3 separate regions of the Arabidopsis thaliana genome follow, and regions 1 and 3 are each linked to region 2. The links are chromatin contacts, called in public ChIA-PET and capture Hi-C maps. All regions are on one chromosome and are shown on one strand. Each heading gives the region's core, a stretch centred on a gene start, on an enhancer-like site or on the middle of the called end of the contact. The rest is flanking DNA. Distances are from core to core; before and after follow the strand shown.

The links. ChIA-PET counts read pairs in DNA pulled down with a chosen protein or histone mark. Capture Hi-C pulls out chosen DNA fragments and counts their contacts.
Region 1: a contact with region 2 is called in a capture Hi-C map of seedling, with 1.9 times the contacts expected there. The contact joins the promoter of AT5G35170 here to the promoter of AT5G35200 in region 2. A contact is called at or near these places in 3 of 26 Hi-C or Micro-C datasets (root and seedling), 1 of 2 datasets of contacts at active chromatin or transcription factors (shoot) and 1 of 3 other capture datasets (seedling).
Region 3: a contact with region 2 is called in an H3K4me3 ChIA-PET map of shoot, with 12 read pairs. The contact joins the promoter of AT5G35320 here to the promoter of AT5G35200 in region 2. A contact is called at or near these places in 1 of 26 Hi-C or Micro-C datasets (vegetative nucleus) and 1 of 2 datasets of contacts at active chromatin or transcription factors (shoot).

What each region holds. Positions count from the first base shown.
Region 1 is chr5:13,417,311-13,421,478 of TAIR10.1, reverse strand. AT5G35170 (adenylate kinase family protein) reads right to left here and starts at 2,399. Exons shown (of 19, transcript NM_122908.4): 1 at 1,989-2,399; 2 at 1,739-1,831; 3 at 1,227-1,355; 4 at 1,023-1,157; 5 at 762-908; 6 at 607-681; 7 at 416-503. The coding sequence starts at 2,201. AT5G35160 (Endomembrane protein 70 protein family) reads right to left here. Exons shown (of 2, transcript NM_001344097.1): 2 at 4,034-4,168.
Region 2 is chr5:13,464,813-13,468,963 of TAIR10.1, reverse strand. It overlaps AT5G35200 (ENTH/ANTH/VHS superfamily protein), which reads left to right and starts at 2,814. Exons shown (of 16, transcript NM_122911.4): 1 at 2,814-3,094; 2 at 3,352-3,484; 3 at 3,553-3,622; 4 at 3,734-3,831; 5 at 4,048-4,151. The coding sequence starts at 3,383. It also overlaps the pseudogene AT5G35205.
Region 3 is chr5:13,519,969-13,524,219 of TAIR10.1, reverse strand. It overlaps AT5G35320 (DBH-like monooxygenase), which reads right to left and starts at 2,474. Exons shown (of 3, transcript NM_122923.3): 1 at 2,220-2,474; 2 at 1,940-2,129; 3 at 714-1,455. The coding sequence starts at 2,327. The coding sequence ends at 1,076. MBD02 (methyl-CPG-binding domain protein 02) reads left to right here. Exons shown (of 5, transcript NM_001203492.2): 4 at 1-130; 5 at 335-817. The coding sequence ends at 495. It also overlaps the pseudogene AT5G35310.

The DNA.
Region 1 (4,168 bases), core at 1,150-3,649, 47 kb after region 2:
CTGTTTCAGAATTAGCGTCGCATGCATACAGTGGTCATCAAATCAAAGTTAAACAAGAAGTAAAAGGAAAAATTTAGTCCTAAAACATAATGATTGACAATAAAATCTTCAAACACACTAGGGGAGTTCCTGAATCTCCCTTTCTATGTTACATGTGTCCATAAAGTTTAACCAAGATTATTGTTTAGAATACCAGAATCAAAATTCTAATAACAACCAAAAGATGGTATTTCCTATGGAAGCAAAGAGACAAATTACTGAACAAGGTATTTTCTAAATAACCTAGAATAGAACAAGATAAAAGTTAAGATTACAAAGATTGGGGAAACTCATCTTGAACTGGAAAACACTGACCCTGCTATCAAGAACGGCACCATGAAAATATACATATATATATAAATGTGTGACTACTTGCCAGTCTTTATCATTCTCTTTAACTGTATCTGAGACAGTAGAGTCTGGGTCTCCTCGAAAACCACTTCTTTTGGCCTGTTTGCATCAATCTGTGTTCGAATGAGATGATACCAAACCACAAATATCAAAGATGGCATTGCAATACTTTAAGAACCAAAGGTTAAGGGAAACCAAAAAAAAATTGCCTAGTACCTTGACCATAACATCTGAGTATGCTGAAATAATCGCTTCAGAATTTTGTTTGTATATTTGCAGCCGTGCTTTTACCTTCAACGAAGTAAACTTGTGAGATTACAATTGACGGTAGTTAAAAAATTCAAAAGCAAATAATAGGTCCAAAAGGTCACCTTCTCCTCTGTATCATCCGGGCGTGTAACCAGTCTTGCTTTAATTTCATCTGATTCAGGAGGGTAATTTTTGATATGATAAATTTTTCCAGTCACTGGATCCAACCTTCGACCAACACATCTATCGATCAGAATTTCATCAGGAACCTGTCATTAAGAATGACATATAAGCAAAGAAACATAGCCACTGATAGTGAAAATTGGTTTCAACACCTATTGCTGAAATGGATAACAAACGCAATAAGAGTAATTTGCACGTACATCTAGTAAGATAAAAATGTCAGGTTTCACGTTCAGTTTGTCCAGACTTTGTGCCTGGGCAAAACTCCGTGGAAATCCATCAAGAAGCCATCCATGCTCTTTAGCATCTTCACGTGATAATCTTCCAGCCACCATCTAGAAAGGTAGTAGATATCAGAGTAATATTATAAAATAATGCATGAAACAGGTAAGTAAAATCAGTACCGCTATAACAATCTCATCAGGAACCAAACTACCCGAGTTCATGAACTCTTTTGCTCTCTTTCCAATATCTGTCCCAGATGACACCTCTGCTCTCAATAGATCCCCTGTTGATATGTGCACCAAACCAAACTGCATGACCAAGAAAGAGAAACTTGATATAAATCAAGACATACAAACAATGGCAACATAGATAGTCTTCCTTACATCAAACGTACTAGAAACTGTGATTATTGCAATAATTTAATGAACAGTCCAAAGATCAAGGAAAATTCAGCAACCTTTGGATGGCAAATAAGATTTTATGAGTCACAGCAAACGTTTTATATGCATTGTTCAGTATACTAGATAATTTTAAATGCATATCCATTCTTCACCGCACTCAAGAGAGAATCTACCATGAGTCAGAACCCATAAGACAACCAGAAAAGAGATCATGAAAGAGTATAAAAAAATTACCTTGTGAACAATGAGCTCAAAACAAGAAACCGATAGAGAAGAGTGGAAAATATTACCTTGTGAACAATGAGCTCACATTGAGTGCCTTTTCCTGAAGCCGGTGCACCCGAAATCATCACCTTCAACGGCTCATTTATCGAACACCTAATCTATACAATCACAATTCACAAACGGATACAAAACACATTACAGTAATTCTCCATCTACAGATTCCGAATTGGTCATGAATTGTGTAAAATTAAGCACATTTGAGGAAACGGATTGGATCAGTAATTTGAAGAGAACAAGGTAAGTAAGAAGAAGTACCTGAGAATTGGAAGTGGAGAAGGAGCGAGAAGTCCGACGGGGAATGACGGAGAAGGAGAGACGGCGGCGGAGGGAGCGGTAACGGCGGCGGATCGGTGATTGTAAGAGAGGGAGAGAAGTTGACGACGGAGAAAGCGATGAAGTGGATATAGAGGAGCGAGATGAAGAAGAAGTTGAAGAGAAATGAGCAGAACTGAGAGAAAGAGACGCCATTGTTAAATCCTCTACTTTGCTCCTTCCTTGGATCAATCAATGCAACATTGTTTCTTTCTGGACTGGATTTTAAATAACGGCCACCACAAAAAACTATAAAATGGACTAAATTAAAAGAAGAATGCTTTTGGGAGAAAATAAATATCCACAATGTTTTGTCGTACTCTTATCCATTATGCAAAAGATGGACAAATGTATATTTGTGGCCTAGAGGCTAGATTTCATTTTTTATTATTAGTTTCATATTTTTTGTTTTGGCCAAAAAACCGTTTTAAAGTTTGAATTATTCTGCAAAAATCGGATCTTAAACCCACAACGTTTCACTCGTTTACGAAATATATCGATTTGTCGAGACCCGATTTTTGTAGAAAAATTCAAACGTTAACTTAAACAAGCAACACGATGTCGTTTTAAGCCATACTATTAAACATATGTCAGTTGATTCGCAACTGTAACGGTTAATTACGATATCGAATTAGATACTAAATAAAGTTTAGGTATGAAATTCAAATTTTGTTGGAGTTTAGTTAAAATTAACCGTATATTTTTGGATAAGGCCTTGAATGACTGCAATTTTTGGAATAGTTTTTAGATTTTGAAAAACCAAATAATTACTCATTCATGATTTTACAAAATGTAGATTTCCTAAGAAATAGAAAACCAGATTTTAGAAGTTTTTAGCTATTTCTTCATAGAATCTAAAACCCAAATTTGTGGATTTTTTTTAACAATTTACGTAAAAGCTAAAAATTAAACAAATTTTCATTCATGATTTTGCAAAAAATAAAATCTACAACAAAATAAAAAGTAAAAAAATCAAAAACTAAAAACCAATAAAAAGCTACAAAACATTTAGCGCCTAAGTCTAAAAACACATTTGGCGGATTGTAAGGGTATGAAAATTCCATTTTCCATTTTCCCTACTATTTCGCGTTTGTTTACTTCTTTACTCAAATTCATAACAAAAATGTATCACAAACTCAACAATTCTATAGACTGGTGATTCAATTTGTTACCAAAATGTAGAGATGTTAATGATGGGTTAAAACTCACTGGGTACCCAAAACCCACATAAAATTTTAAGCCCATACATCTACTTTTTCTGGAAAAAAAACACAGGTTTAAAATGGGCTGGGTACCCAAATAAATAAAACCCATATGGGTTTACCTCATTGGATTATAGGTACCCACGGATTTTTTTTAAGTCATTTTTCAAGTGAATCAACATTTTGTTGTCAATTTTTTTTTCACATTTTTTCCCCAAAACCGCGATTTAACAGTTTAACGCTAAAAAAGACATTCAACATTTTCCCGACAAAAAAGACATTCAACATTTTCTCGCCAAAAACGACAATCAACATTTTCCCGCCAAAACGCAATTCAACATTTTCGCGCCAAAAACGACATTCAAAATTTTCCCGCCAAAACGCAATTCAACATTTTCCCGCCAAAACGCAATTCAACATTTTCCCGCCAAAAACTCAATTTAACATTTTCCCGCCAAAACGACATTCAACATTTTCCCGCCAAAAAGATTTCACATTTTCCGGTCAAAAACGCAATTTAACATTTTTCCGCCAAAAATGATATTCAACATTTTTCCGCCAAAAACGCAATTTAACATTTTTCCGCCAAAAAACGCAATTTAACATTTTCCCGCCAAAGACGCAATTCAACCTTTTTCCCATCAAATTTATATGTAATACAGAAAATAAATATAATTTAAAATATATTTATAAGCAAAATATAGATATAACATACATATAATAGTATATTAACAGTTAAACATAAACTCTAAAAAAATGATAAAAACTAAGTTGGATACCCACGGGTAGTCTCGTAACAATCAGGTTTTTTGGAGCTTTACCCACTATATCAAAAACCCATCTGGGTTTTCTAAAGTTGGGTTTTTGGTGGACGGGTTTATTTTGGATTCAGGTCGGGCTGAGCTTTTTTACCCACCACAA
Region 2 (4,151 bases), core at 1,565-4,064:
AAGCAGGGAGGTTAGAAACAATATTAAGGAGATTCAGTGTGAAAATGGAGCTACTGCATCAAACCAAGAACAGATCAAGGCTGAAGCGGAGAGGTATTTTAAGGATTTCCTCACTGTCAAACCTCCGGATTATGTTGAATGGTCAAGAGAGGAGTTGGCAGAGCTACTGGAATTCAAATGTGCTAAGGAGGATACGATAATGCTTACGCATGAGGTATCGGAAGATGAGATAAAAAAGTGCTTTTCACAATGCCTACCAACAAATCTCCAGGCCCGAATGGGTTTACTTGTGAGTTCTTCAAAGAAACTTGGTCAATCGTTGGACGTGATTTCGTGGTAGCTATCCAGTCTTTCTTTAAGACAGGATTTTTACCGAAAGGAGTTAACTTAACTATCTTAGCCTTGATACCGAAGAAAAAAAAGCCATTTATATGAAGGATTACAGACCAATCTCCTGCTGCAATGTTCTTTACAAGGTTATATCGAAGATTCTGGCAAATAGGCTCAAGATCATTTTGCCAAAATTCATTACACCAAATCAATCAGCATTCATCAAGGATAGATTGCTAATGGAAAATTTACTCCTTGCCACAGAAGTAATCAAAGACTACCACAAAGAATCGATCTCCCCTCGGTGCGCAATGAAAATAGATATCTCAAAGGCTTTTGACTCAGTTCAATGGGGGTTTCTTCTTAACACGCTGCGAGCTCTAGACATTCCTGAACAATACATTAAGTGGATCCAAACCTGTGTAACAACGGCTTCTTTCTCAGTTCAAGTTAATGGAGAACTAGCGGGATATTTTGGAAGTGAAAGAGGATTAAGACAAGGCTGCTCTTTAAGTCCATATCTGTTTGTCATATGTATGAATGTTCTATCCCGCAAGATCGACAAGGCAGCAACTGACAAGCAGATAGGCTTCCACCCGAAATGTAAGCTATTGAAGCTAACACATCTATGTTTTGCAGATGATTTGATGGTGTTTGTTGAAGGAAACAAGAAATCTATCCAAGGTACACTTGCGGTCTTCGATGATTTTGCTATACATTCGGGATTAAAGATTAGTCTAGAGAAGTCTACATTATATATGGCTGGTATTCCGGAAATTCAAAGGGAAGAGATACTCCAACAATTTCCTTTTGAACATGGAACATTACCGGTTAGATATTTGGGACTTCCGCTACTAACAAGGAGGATGACATCGTCATATTATCTACCTCTCATCGAAAAAATCAAATCACAGATTAGTTCTTGGACAGTTAAAGCACTCTCATTTGCGGGGAGACTCCAATTAATACGCTCGGTGATCTTCAGTCTTACAAATTTTTGGATAGCTGCTTTCCGGCTGCCCAAAGCATGCATTCAAGAAATTGATAAACTGTGTTCAAGCTTTTTGTGGTCAGGACCATCTATGAACCCTCGAAAGGTAAAAGTGGCATGGACTGAGGTCTGCACACCAAAGAATGAAGGTGGACTAGGGCTGTGGTCGATTGAAGAAGCAAACAAAGTAAGTGTATTAAAGTTGATATGGCGTATACAGTTTTAATCTATGGGTTTTTTCCTATCAAGATTTAAATTAAAAACAGTATACACTTTGATGTAAACATGTTTATTTTTTCTTGAATATAATTTAACATTAAATTCAAAAAAAAAAAAAAATCCTAATAATAATAATCATGTTTGCTCAAATAAAAATATTGACAATTTTTTTTTTTTTAGAAACCCACTTAAGGATTCCACCAATGGACCATAAAATTTTCAAAAACTGTACAAAATCTCAAAACTACAAAACTATCAAAACTTTTTAATAAAAAATACTTAGAAACTTTATAAACTAATCACTGTGGTTGCTCTAAGGTGCCACATGTACAACACGTGTTGATACGCGAGAAGGAGAGAGAGATACAGTCGGTACCGCCCAAGATCCACGATTCAGTGCAAATTCTGCCCCTAACTTCACAAATCCACCACCAAACTCCTTCTACAAAGTTTGTCGTTGCAAATTCGATTGACTTCCACCGCTTTCGTCGTTGCAAGAAGATATCGTTAATCCTTCATCATCTTAACCTTGATTCCTAGCAGAAGCTACGCCTAAGACCTAGTTGAGGTCCTCGTCATAATAATCGACAAATATATTATTCTAGCTAAAGATTGGAATTAAGCCAACGGTGGGACGAGAAGATCAAATATGGCAAGCAGGATTCAAATTCAGATCTTGTAGAAATAGAGAGAAATGATCTTAGCAAAGAATTAAGTCGCAATTTTATTAGATTCAGATAAGGGAGAGAAAATAAACCAACAAAGCGAAAAAAATATTCGATTAGAATGGGAAAAACAATATTTATAACAATATTCCGGTATACGGCAAATCGTCCTCTCTCTAAAAGATAAGGAGTGAAAGAAGAAAGACAAAGTTTTTATTTGTTAATATATATAGATTATGACTACATAATATCAAAATAGATAATTTGCTGCGATGATTCGTACCACACCGATTCATATCATTTATTTAAACAACATTCTTTAAATTTGATTTTTTGAACTCTAATTAAAATTAGATGATAAAAAAATAATTGTTACTACATAATAGTCTGAAATATATATATCTAGTAATATGTTACAAATTAGATCTACTTAATGATCAATCTCAATGATTTTTGTTTTTTCTTATTTAATTTACTGACGTCTTGACAGTTCAACATTATTGTAATAATTAGTATACAGAATTCTGGAAGGTAATTGGCTAATACAAATAGTAACGTGGAATAATTGTCAAGATTTGACCTATTTTCAGACTTTTAAAATTAAAGCGATAGACTTTCTTTTTATAAAAAGAATAATAATTTTCGTCGGCGGCCAAACCAAACCAAATCACGTTAGCTCTTAGCTCATTTTCGCTAACAAAGACTTTGTTCCCTTTTTCCTCCAACGTACATATCAGAAAGACTCTGACTTTATACCTCTCTCCTTCTTCTTCTTCTTCTTCGTCTTCTCTCTCTTATGTCCTTGTCCAATTTCCAAATCCTTTGTTGTTGAATTTTGTCTTCTTTCTTCCTGAGATTTCCCTTCTTGTCTTCAAGAAACCTTGATCAGGTGATTTAAAGTCTTCTCCTTTACGGATCTCGATTCGTTGTTTTCTCATGTTTCTCGGACTGATTTGGTTATTGATGAATCTAGGGCTTATGGGTATTGATCAAACAATGAAAAGTTTGTGTTTTTGGGTAGATTTTGATGTTTATGTTCTTAGCTGACATAAGGGTTTTGTGATTCAAGAGAAAAGTTTTCATCTTTAGGTTTTGTTGATGAGTTTGTGAAAGTCGAAGACTGTTTACAAGGTTAAATATTTTCAGGGTTTCTATTGTTTAAGGAGGGAGAAACGAAATGTCAGGTGGTGGTGGATCACAGAGTAGTTTAAGGAGGTATCTTGGAGCTATTAAAGATACCACCACAGTTTCATTAGCTAAGGTCAATAGTGATTACAAGGTAAAAAACTAACTTTGTTCCCAAGTGAATTCTGTTTTTGCTTAAGCTAACAACGGTTTGTTTTGCAGGAATTGGATATTGCTATTGTGAAGGCTACTAATCATGTGGAACGTCCTTCTAAAGAAAGATACATCAGAGGTGGGTATCATAGATCATAGATGGTTAGTGCCTTGGTTGCAAATGTTCTTTTGCGCCATTGATTTCGATATACCAAATGGCGTATTACAAGTTGTGTGTGTCTCTTTGCAGCTATTTTTATGGCTATTTCAGCAACAAGGCCTCGTGCAGATGTGGCTTATTGTATCCATGCTCTTGCTAGGCGGTTATCAAGAACACATAACTGGGCGGTAATGGCTTTTTCTATGGCCTTCCTATAGGTTTACTTATTAGAACTCTGGAAACAACTGGAATTGCTAGATATGTACCAGTAGTTGGGAATTCTTAGTTTGTTAGGTGTGTATGATCTGTCTACAGCTTCATTTTCGGTTGATTATCTATCGTTGTAAAGAAAAGGTGGCTGTTTTCTATTTAGTACTTGCCACTGATTCTCCTTAGTTTTACAGGTTGCACTGAAAACTCTTATTGTTATTCACCGTGCCTTGAGAGAAGTGGACCAGACATTTCATGAAGAAGTTATTAATTATAGCAGAAGCAGAAGTCATATGCT
Region 3 (4,251 bases), core at 1,225-3,724, 56 kb before region 2:
GGAGAAGGGGTGAAACTTTCACAGTTCTCGTTTCAAATCCCGAAACCGCTGCAGGATGACTACGTGAGGAAGCGCCCAGCTCGACTACTGGATTCCATCGATAATACAAACACCCCTGTAGCTAAAGAAGGTGTGTTGCTTATCAAGGCACATAAATATAATTGTGGTTATCTTTTGTATCAAGGCTTTAGATTATTGATGTCATTTTTTCAGTCAAGAGTGTATTTGACGTATACTCGAACCGAACATTGGTGTCTTTAGGGAACTTTATTAACATGAAAACGTCTATGCTTTTACAAGTTTCTAACATTTCGCTTGTCTTGTTATTTTTCAGCTAATCCACTGGCATGGATATCTCCAGATGATCATATATCGTTGCAGCTAGGTACGCCAACCGAGTCTGGACTTAACAATTCACATTACCAACCATCGAAAAAGAAAAAAACATCGACGCTATCAATCTTTGGCTCCAACGACGAACTTGCTGATAGATAATCTAGCTAGACGAGAGTGAACTTATCTCGTCTTCTCTGGTATATAACCCGTCTTCTTTCTTCGTTTTTTGGGTTTGTCTTATCGAAGAAACTGAAAGCATGTGGTTAGCTTGTTTTTTGTGTATACCATCTATTTTGTTTTGCAGTGTAACATACTTTCTATGAAGAAGATGGGTCCTTTTGGTTTTTGCTTCCAAATAACTGGATTTTCATGCTGAAAGTTTTTAAACCTAAAGTTTGATTATTACCAAATTCCATTATCTCACAAATCCACTAGAGGACTGACACAAGAAAGCAGATAAGAATAGATCAGAGTCTGTTTAACTGTAGATGTGCATGTTAAGTTGGAACGTAGTTTATCTCAAAGGATATTTTAACGACATCCAAAAGATAACATTCGAAAGTCAAAACCATCCTAGGGGAGATATGGCTGAAGCTATTAGTTTGGTAAACATACAACAACAAAACTATGCCATATCTCTAATCTGCGCAAAAGGCAGAAACAAAAACTAACAACAAATCTGCCTTCTACTATCCTGCTTCGTGCATTCCCTATTCAGTTTTCCCGTGGTTAAGCCGTATCATCGGAACCAAGTGATGGGAGTGGGAGTAGTACTGACTTGAGGAAGCTGCGGAATCATACAGTTTTGCGCTTGCTGCCACGGATGCAAGCCAAAACCATAGGTGTGCTCTTGCTCTTGCTGCTGTCCTTGCTGAGGGAAAGATAGACTGGTGCTTCCAGTATCCTCTTCTATCTCATTGGATGCATCATCCATTACCACATCCTCACCTGTCTCATCCAACTCAGTAATCTCTAGTGTCCGCGGTTGTTGGAAGGTTCCTATGGACTGTGAGTAAGTAGACTGAGACGGATTCCAGCAAACAACAGCTTGACACTTGTTTAATCTCTCATCTTCATACTGATTATCATCAGCTATCGATACATCGCGAAGAAATCTATCTGCACAAGTGTTAACATTCAGAATTTAGACACAACCGTCTGTATTTAGTCAACATTCTGGATCACAAGTTAAAGGCAAACAAACAAAACGAACCAGAACAAAATCTGACACTAAGACACAGCAAAATCCTCATAATATCTATGATAATTTCCCAGTTAACATGACAATCTGTTCAACATATAAAACTATATGAGCTCATACCATATAAACTAGATTATCTGCACTGTTTACTGAAACTTATGGAGATATCTCAAAATAAAGAAGATACTCTTAACTTATTGAGCTAAGACATTGTTGTGACATAGTAGTTTCTAAAGTTAACTTACAAGCCCTTTAACAATCATAGACTGAAACTTATCTCATTACTAAAGAAAGTTCAAAAGAATCATCACTAATACACTTCAACAACAACGTTATACCTAATCATGAACCATTGCTTCAATCACAACATGAACAAATTGATGAAAGTTGAAAGAAACTTACTCTTAAACCCAGAAATCAAGTGTCGATCAACAAATACGTTTCCAGAAGAAGGCTGATGATAATGAAGAGGCTTAAATAGAACAATTGCTCTCTCATCGTTAACCGGCTCAAGCTCGATTTCTTCCGCGACCGTATCTTGCATCGGTAAATCAATCTCTTCTTCCTCCATAATCGGTGGCAAATCCACATCCTGAATCAACATAATATAACACCAATTCATCATCATCATCATCATGAAGACGAATTCTAGGGTTTTCAGCAACTCAGAAAGAGAATTTACCAGACGACGAATCTTCCTGGCGGGAGAAGAGAGGGAAAAATCAGAGAAGTCATCGTTTACTCTGTCAATATCTTTCCTCTTCATCGACAAGCGCTCGTTCTCCTCCATTCTTCGTTTGTTCAACGGCAAGTGAAAGCTTTGAGCAGAGACAATAATAAAATTCTGGAGAAGTTAGGAGAAGCGACATGTATAGAAGAAAAATTGGTATTTCTCAGCTTCTCTAGAGGAATCCAGAAGTCTGAAAGAATAAAACTCTCTTTCATGAATTTTTCGGTTTTGTTTTTGGTATAGAGATTTCCGGTTTGGCTTATACCAACCCAACATTTCCATATTTGTTTTTCTTTTTTTTTTGGACAAATTTAATACTTTCATTAAAATTAAGCCTCAAAACTCTATATAATGTAGAGTGTTAAGGAAAGTGCATAATCTGATTCTCCTTCACACGTCAAATTCCTGTAATTGAGTTCTTCATTAATGTCTCAATATTCTCTGTAATTACTCTAGCTAAGCCTTGGGCTGTGTATATAAGTTGTAAGAATATCATTCAGTGAAATATACAAGAATCAATTCAATAACTCTTCATATGGTATCAGAGCAAAGATCTCTAAAAACCTAACTTTTTTTTTCCCCGAGTCACCATCTATTCTTCTTCTCTTGTTTCATCTATCATTCAATGGAATTCTCAGTCACTGCCAATCATGCATTTTCACGCAACAGGCAAACTCTTCATACGGAGGCGCCACTCATTCCTCCTGGCTTTTCACCACTACGACAATTTCCAACTAGGTGTCAAATTTGTGGTGTCTATGGGCATGGTGCAAAACGATGCACCCAATTACACGCTTTAAACCAGTTACCTCAACTCCATTCTGTGCCACAAGCACACGCTGCCTCACCATGGCTACTCGATAGTGGAGCGACGCACCACATCACATCTAATTTCCAACATCTCTTTCAACATCAACCCTACAATGGTCATGACGCAGTTACCATTGCTGATGGTTCAAGATTATCAATAACTCACACAGGCTCTACGACGCTGCCATCATCTGACAAACCTCTTCTTCTAAGACAAGTTCTTTGTATCATTCAGTGAAATATACAAGAATCAATTCAATAACTCTTCATATATAAGAGGAGGAAAGAAAATACAAGATAACAAAGCAATCATATATGTGAAAGTTGGTCAACTCTCTTCATATAAATGACACATCATCACACAAGAAAATGACATGTATCATTCTACATTAATTAATTAAAAAACTAGTAAAACTAATTGAGAAAAAATCAAAAGTCTTTTGTTGTGTTAAATTCTCCATTAATCTCATCCTTGAATGAATTTTCTAAAAACATTAATAAATAAAAAATCATACTAATGTATCAAGTACTACTTTCATTCTATTCTACTTATTTTATTAAAATTTTTTATCAATAGTCATTAATCCATAAAGACTAAAAATTTACTTGTATTGTATTTTACATGTTTGCTACCTAACCTCATATTAATTTAGTAATTTTAGTTAGATATTTTTTTTATTATTACGTTTTGTAAATTTGATTTATCATATGACCTTCTTTCTGTACATTTTTGTGAGTTCTGATAACTTTGTAACATTGATATACAATTTTTTCACGTAATAGTTATCCAAAACATTAGACATACAAAAAAAAAAACGAGACTCTATATGACTATATAGTAGGGATGAGAATTAAAATGTTGACTTAAATTACTAGCATATCATGATGTGATTGTGTACTAGATGACGAGAGAATATATGGAATAAATAATTGTTTGTTACAATAAGTTAGACAAATTTCAAAACACATAAGTAATATAACTACATATATCGTATCAATATATCATATATTGTTGTTGTATGTGATCATGATAGTGAAATATTAGAATAATAAATATATAAATATTAATATTGTACTAGAATTGATAGTTCGAGTTATAGATGAATTTAATCATAAAAAATAATTATTATATTAAATAGATGAATTTATCAAAATGAACATTAAAATCAACAAA